2 separate regions of the Mus musculus genome follow, and region 1 is linked to region 2. The links are chromatin contacts, called in public Hi-C maps. All regions are on one chromosome and are shown on one strand. Each heading gives the region's core, a stretch centred on a gene start, on an enhancer-like site or on the middle of the called end of the contact. The rest is flanking DNA. Distances are from core to core; before and after follow the strand shown.

Region 1 (3,620 bases), core at 57-2,556, 160 kb before region 2:
TTTGAACTCAGGACGACCTTCAGGAGCAGCCGGTGCTCTTAACCGCTGAATCATCTCTCCAGCCCCTACCTGGTAAATTTTTACAGCATCTTGGAACTGTGAGATACTATAGTTGTAATGTACAAATGAGTCCCTCTGATACAGGTCATGTGGCATGTCACAAATACTCAGGACAAAGGCACTGAAATTAAGTTTTAACAACCATGAAGATGATCTTTACCTGAGCATCAAATGTGCGTCCAGAATGACAAAGATTATTAAGATCACAAAGGATGAATCCTGGAAGAATCTCTTCCTCTTCAATTCCTTTCAGTCTGATTTTGAGGTTTTCACCTGGAGCTACAGAGTCCGTTTCTACATCATCAGAAAGTATTCCAAGAACTTCCACGTTGTGCTTAAAAAGAAACCAAAGTTGGAAGTTTTCTGACACATGCACATTTTATAAGATATAAAATTACCTTGATGCTTATTAAGAAGCTACAAATCTAAAAGTCAAAATAAAGATAAAATATTTTAGCCAGAAATAAACTTTTGAGGAAAAGAAAGGGGGTCAATCTTGGCTTGTCAGACAAGCACTCTGCCGCCTGCTGCGGTTGCAGATGTCACAATTTGTTGTTTTTAAACAACACATTCTAACAACTTCTAAGTAGAATACAGAACAAACTTCATTTTCAGAATGAAACCATTGTAATGATTAGTACTGTCAACCTGACAAGATCTAGAATCACTAAGAGGTAAATGCCCAGGTGCACCTGTGAGGGTCAGTCCCTGGGCACGCTTGCACACAATTCCCTTAAGCTAACTGATGTGGGAAGAATCCGCTTTACTGTGGCCGAGGTCATTCTGAGCTGGGAGAAAGTGAGCGGAGCGCTAGTGTTTATCCTCCTCTGTTCACAAATGCATTGTGATAGATCAGTGCCTTCGAACTTCTGTGGCTTTGACTTTCCTGCCTTGATGGACTGTACCCTTTAACTAAGAAGAGCTGAAATAAAGCCTTGGTCCTTTGAGTTGCTTCGCTCAGCTCCCCAAAACTATTGATTTTAAGCATGAGTGTTTTACCCACATGTGTGCCTGGTGCCTGAAAGGTCAGAAGTGGTAACATCAGATGCCCTGGAACTGGAGAGATGTTTCACTGGGAGCCACTGTGTCACTGTTGGGAAATGAACCCAGGTCGTCAGCAAGAGCAAGAAAGAGCTCCTTAACCACTAAACCATCTCTCCAGCCTCATTGCTTTGGTTTTAGAAAATTACTTTCATTTATATATAGGTGTGTGCTCATCTCTGTGTGAAGAGTGCCGTGTATTGCATGAATCAAGTTCCCTTTAAGAGCTGAGTCACCTCTCCAGCCTCTTCCTTGAGTTGTTTCTCTCAGAGTATTTTATCAACCACAGGAAACTAAGACAAACATCAAATTTAATAACTGGATTTTTAACTCTCTTAAATTTAAATTTCAGAATTCAAGAATTTTTCCCCCACAGCAGGTCAATCCTCAATTAAGGAGGTATTTACCTAGAAAGCATTAAAAACATCAATTTGTTTCTTGGTATAATTTTATAATACATCAAATAAAAATCATCAAATCTAGCTTTAAACCCATTAACAGGATTTGTTTGTTTTTACTGTATATCTGGTTTGGGCGTGGGTAGGTGTTGGTGTGCATGGTACATATGGAACAGAGGTCAGAGGACAACTGTGGAGTGTTTCTCTCCTTTTTCTTTATGTGGATTCTAGGTATCAAGGGTCAAATCTTTTATATAATGAGTCATCCTGCCAGCCCTTAAATATTTTTTTGTTTTTGTTTTTATGGTTTGGAGACAGGGTTTCTCTGTATAGCCCTAGAACTCACTCTGTAGACCAGGCTGGCCTCAAACTCAGAAATCAGTCTGCCTCTGCCTCCTGAGTGCTGAGATTAATTAATTTTTTAAGTTACCTAAGGACCTCAAAGCACTTTATAACCTACTATGACCTTGAATTCCAGAATGTCCTCCCTATGCCTCCCAAGTGCTGAGATTACAGATTTGCACTACCACACCCAGCTGTGAAAAATTGTAAAGTACATTTTTAAAAAAGCTTTATTTATATTGATGTGTATACCAAGTGAGTACAGGTGCCCAGAAAACCCAGAGAACATTATGGAACCAGAGACAAGAAGATTTGTAAGCTGCCCAAATTGCTGGAACTAAATTCCGGTACTCTGCAACAGCAGCAAGCACTCAGTCATCAACCCAACTCTTGACCCCCTAAAATTTACTGTCTTTAAGCATAAAGCTGGTAGTAGTAAGGTCATAAATGAACGGGTGAAGTTAACACTGCTAAGCAATTCAAAACTGGACTCTTCTCATGTTGCAAATGTGAAATTACACATAGTCAATAAACAACAATACATTATCTCTAAGCACTTCACCATACCATTATTTCTAGGGATCTCACATAAAGGGCTGGGACTATAACTCAGTGGCAGAATGAATGCCTGCTCAGCACATACAAGCCCTTCGGTTCAACTTCCAGCACCACAAATATAAACACAAATAATCTCTGATTTTTTGTAGTTGGCTTTCACTTTACATAATGCCTTCGTTAGTTTGTCCGTGTTGGAGCATGTTATAGTTTTCTTTTCTTGAAAGGATAGTGGCATTATTTTTTAATCTTTTACAGATGGTTGTGAGCCACCTGACATGGGTGCTGGGAATGGAACTCAGATATTCTGAAAATGCTGAGCTATCGCTATAGTCCTAACAGATCAAGGCTTTTATTAAGTGAAAGAAAGAAAAAACTAACAAAGTTTTCAGCTAATGAGAGGGTCCTGAATGACCTGCCACGTATCCCAGTGCATAGCTGGATGGTTTTCTACTGCACATACATGCCACATTTTGGCCATTTTGGAGCAGTGCTACTATGAGCATAGTTATTCAAATAGCTCAGGCACACTACAGGTTCAGAGAAACTTCTCCACCAACACATTACAAAATGATCTTTAAGGATTGGGGATTTAGGTAAATGCTAAGGTGCCTAACTAGAAAGAGCTCAGATAGGTCCTTAGTTTGGGGCTGGGAGGTTTTGTTTGTTTGTTTGTTTGTTTGTTTGTTTGTTTTACCAATAACACCCCAAAATTAATAATTAATAATAATTTCCTGAAAGTACAGCCGTGGATATACTATTTTGTGGCATCTGAATGGCATAGGCCTCAGACACAGAGACACATAGGCACACCAGGATAGAGAGCCTAAGATTTCTTCCATGGCTCACTTAATTTGTTGTTAAGTAAAGCAGTTACTTAACCACTGCAAACCCCTTATTTTATTTCCCTCTATTGAGAATGAGACAGGTTAATAGTTTCACACCATCATGTTGTACCTTCTTCCTTCTTTAAAAAAAAAAAAAAAAAAGATTTATATATCATATGTATGTGAGTACACTGTCCCTGTCTTCAGACACAGCAGAAGAGGGCATCGGATGCCATCACAGATGGTTGTGAGCCACCATGTGGTTGCTGGGAATTGAACTCAGGACCTCTGGAAGGGCAGTCAGAGCCATCTTTCTAGCCTCATGTTGTACCTTCTAACAGAGTCAGCTAACTATTTGTAACTGATTTAAAAAACAACAACAAGCAAACAAACAAAC
Region 2 (3,472 bases), core at 598-3,097:
TCCCCCTTTTAAGGCTGAGTAATATTCTAGTATATAGATAATCATATTTTCTTTTACCTGATCAGCACTTGGGTTTCTTGTTGACTGTTGTAATGTTGCTATGACCATGGGAAAATAAATATTTGTGCTTTTTTGCTTTTAGTTCTTTTAATATTTACCCAGAAGTGGAATGGCTGGATGTCCTGGTAATCTTATGTTTAATATAAAATTTTATTTTATTTATTTATGTGCATGCTGTATGCATACCCCATTGTGCAGGTGGAGGTCAAAGGGCAGCTTGTGGGTGAGTTTTCTCCTTTTACCACATAGGTCCTGGGGGGTCAAACTCAGGTCATCAGGCTTACGTGGCAAGTGCTTTTGCCTGTGGTGCCATCTCCCATCTCACTGACCTTTTTTAAAATAAAAAAATTACTTAATTAGTGTGTATGTATGTGTGAATGTGTGTGTGAGTGTGAGTGAGTGTATGAGTGTGTGTATGTATATGTGTGTGAGTATATGTGTGTGAATGTATGTGAGACAGTATGTGAGTGTGTGTGTGAATGTGAGAGTGTATGTGTGTGAGTGTGTATGTGTATATGTGTGTGAGTGTATGTGTGTGTGAGTGTGTGTGTGAGTGTGTGAATGTGTGTGAGAGTGTATGTGTGTGAGTGTGTATGTGTATATGTGTGTGAGTGTATGTGTGTGTGAGTGTGTGTGTGTTTGTGTGTACTCCTTCCTCTGCCTGGGGCCCAAGGCTGGAGCTCCGGCTGTCAGGCCTGGCAGCAAGCCCGTCTGCAGTCTCTGGCCTTGTGTTTAACACGTTGTTCTCAGTGCTGCCTCGCTTTGCTGCCCACTCAGCAGTGCAGTGGCTTCAGGAGCCCCTCATCATCAGATGCTCAGCTCAGAGCCTTTCTGTAGTGGCTCATGATCACCATCAGTGCCACCTCAGTGAGAGAGCACTCCTCGTTCATGCCTCTCTTCTTATCAGGTCACCATCTTACTTCATCATGTCTCCACGTCATTTTCTTTGGCTTAAAAAAAAAACCCACAAAAACTAATAGCCATAGCAGTAAATTAATTAAACCACTCTGGCTCCTGGCAGGATTGCTCATAGGCTGTACCAGCCCAAGAGCTCTGGGTTCTCGAATGAAAGACACACATGTTCATGCACATGGGCATGGACTCGCGCCAGCTGATTTTGATATGCCTTGACTAGCTCAATGGTTGGATACTTCAAAACTTCCCCGAATCCCACTCTGGGATTCCTAGCTTAACACCTTCTAAATGTATATTTTATCTTTCCTGCCCTGTTACCTTCTGGGCAGCCCCCTCCTCCAACCCCCATGGGCCACTTTCCCTTTCCACCTACATTGCTGGATGATTTTTCTCCTATAGCTCTTAAATCTGATCCCTCTGCCTCCAAGTCATGGCCAGTCTCTTGTTCTTCTCCTCTCTCCCTTGCCCAAGCAATCTAAGGGTCCTGCCTCCATCTTCCTGCCCAGCCATTGACTGTACGTCAGTCAATCCTTTATTATCAATTGAAGCCAGCTGGTGGCAGGGGTTCTCAGGTCTGGCAGTGCAGCTTTTGAGAGCCAAATTAAGACAAAGCATTAGAACCAATTCCCAACAGGGCACGACCTGCTATCTCCAAATGAACACAATGTGCTAGCTCACTGTGGTTTTAATAGATACGCCTTAGAGATTCCTCGCATCTTTCCTTGACCTCCCTACCCAGTTCACCCTGATTGTCTCAGCAATCCTGAACCCGACCTCTGTAAGGACTCCAGATGGTATGCATGGCCTGCTCTCCAGCCTGTTGCTTTTCCTGGAAGGGAAGTGGCCAGATCCGGACTTACTTACTGCTGTAGCTTAGAGTCTATACATCATAGAGGTGACCGAGGACTGTGTCAGAATCATGACTTTTGTCAAAGTACTACTTTTCCTGGGAAGCTAACCCCAGCTTTCTTTCCCCATCTTTCAATAAAATACTGACTTCTTGAGCCTTGGTGGGGATTTTTGAAAACGGTCCATTGCACTTAACTCAAAGCAGAGTTTACGTTTTGATTCTGAGTCCCCTTGGGCAATGATTTAATTTCTATAGAACTGGCTTCTGAGGAAGGTGCATGTGCCAGGAAAGCCTGGCCCTCCTCTTGGTTGAATGGGGAAGTCCGCTCTGTGTGTCTTCTCTCTCCATGCGGTGCTTTCAGTTCCTTCTTGGGGTTTCGTTGTTATTGTTATGAACTTGCAAATCTGCTTCTGGTGAAGATGCCTCGGAAGGATGTCTGCTGACCATGTGGAGAGAATACTGAACTGTGTCCAGGGTTACTAACAGAAGTGGTTAGCAATGGTAAAGAATGGCTGGCCTTATTTTTTTTAATGATATATTTATTTATTTTATATATGTGAGTACACTGCCTCTGTCTATAGAAGAGGGCATCAGACCCCATTACAGATTGTTGTAAGCCACCATGTGGTTGCTGGAAATTGAACTCAGATCCACTGGAAGAATAGTCAGTGCTCTTAACTGCTGAGCCATCTATCCTAACCTCATGGTTGGCCTTACTGGGAGAGCTATTTGGATGCTGTTCCTCAACCCATGGGTCCTAGACTGTGAAGATGTCCATGGGGCCCCAGGGAGGGACCTTGACATCTAGGTGGCATAGGGTCAATGCCAATGCAAGGGAAATGAATGCATGAGTGGGTTTCACTATGTTAAGTTCTGGGTGCTGATGCAGGAGAATTGCTAGTTCAAAAGATATCCTGCCTCTGTAAAGAGGAGAATACCTCAGTGGCATGGTGCTTGCCTAGCATGTGCCTGGTTTAATCCCTGTACTGAGAAGCAGTCTGGTATAGTTAGACTAATGTTTCTTGGGGATGTTGTGACTGCTGGCTGTTTTAAAGGTATTTTGATGTTTCATGAAGGCTCATATTTGATACCTGATTTGTCAACTTTTGAGGAGATTACCATCTTGGAAGTTCCTTGGGTCCTTTACTCATTTCAGGAATGAGTAGTCTCTTCAAAGATCAAGTACACATCTAAAAGAAAACAAGTCACAAGCTTTAGAAGCCCTGCTTTCTGGGGCTAGAGAGATGGTTTGGTGGGTCAGAGTGCTTGCTGTGCAAACTTGAGAATCTGAGTTCAAATCTCTATCATCTCCCTGTGTAAAACGTTGGGTATGGCTGTGCATGTGCCTGTCATGCTAGTACTGTGTTGGGCAGAAACCAAGCACTGCTGAGGCTTGATGCTGGCTACCAGCCTTGCTTCAGGTTCAGAGAGAGACTTGTCTCAAAGGACTCTGGTAGAGCGTGATGGAGCAGGACACTCTGTGTCCTCCTTTGGCCTCTTTCTGTGTACATATGCCACACTTACGTGTTCATATACAACACATACTTACCACTTACATATTGCACATGCCAAAAATCACACACACACACACACACACACACATACACACACACACACACCCTATACTGTTCAACATATCCCCACTCT

The links. A called contact is a pair of places that touch in the nucleus more often than the background predicts.
Region 1: a Hi-C map of bone marrow-derived macrophages shows a contact between it and region 2, with 25 read pairs. The contact joins two enhancer-like sites. A contact is called at or near these places in 3 of 484 Hi-C or Micro-C datasets (CD8 T cells, bone marrow-derived macrophages and nephron progenitors) and 1 of 9 other capture datasets (pancreatic islet).

Annotation. Positions count from the first base shown.
Region 1 is chr16:11,224,200-11,227,819 of GRCm38.p6, forward strand. Gspt1 (G1 to S phase transition 1) reads right to left here. Exons shown (of 15, transcript NM_146066.2): 12 at 221-394. 2610020C07Rik (RIKEN cDNA 2610020C07 gene) reads left to right here. Exons shown (of 3, transcript NR_038156.1): 3 at 1-1,597. Among named protein-coding and RNA genes, the nearest start is that of 2610020C07Rik, 23 kb to the left of the region's middle. Within about 2 kb of position 1,307, at least 9 of the 459 cell types and tissues checked have an H3K27ac peak or open chromatin away from gene starts, as enhancers often do. A contact at or near this core is called in bone marrow-derived macrophages, where this site is marked.
Region 2 is chr16:11,383,789-11,387,260 of GRCm38.p6, forward strand. The region is part of intron 4 of Snx29 (sorting nexin 29); the gene reads left to right. Among named protein-coding and RNA genes, the nearest start is that of Snx29, 63 kb to the left of the region's middle. Within about 2 kb of position 1,848, at least 73 of the 459 cell types and tissues checked have an H3K27ac peak or open chromatin away from gene starts, as enhancers often do. A contact at or near this core is called in bone marrow-derived macrophages, where this site is marked.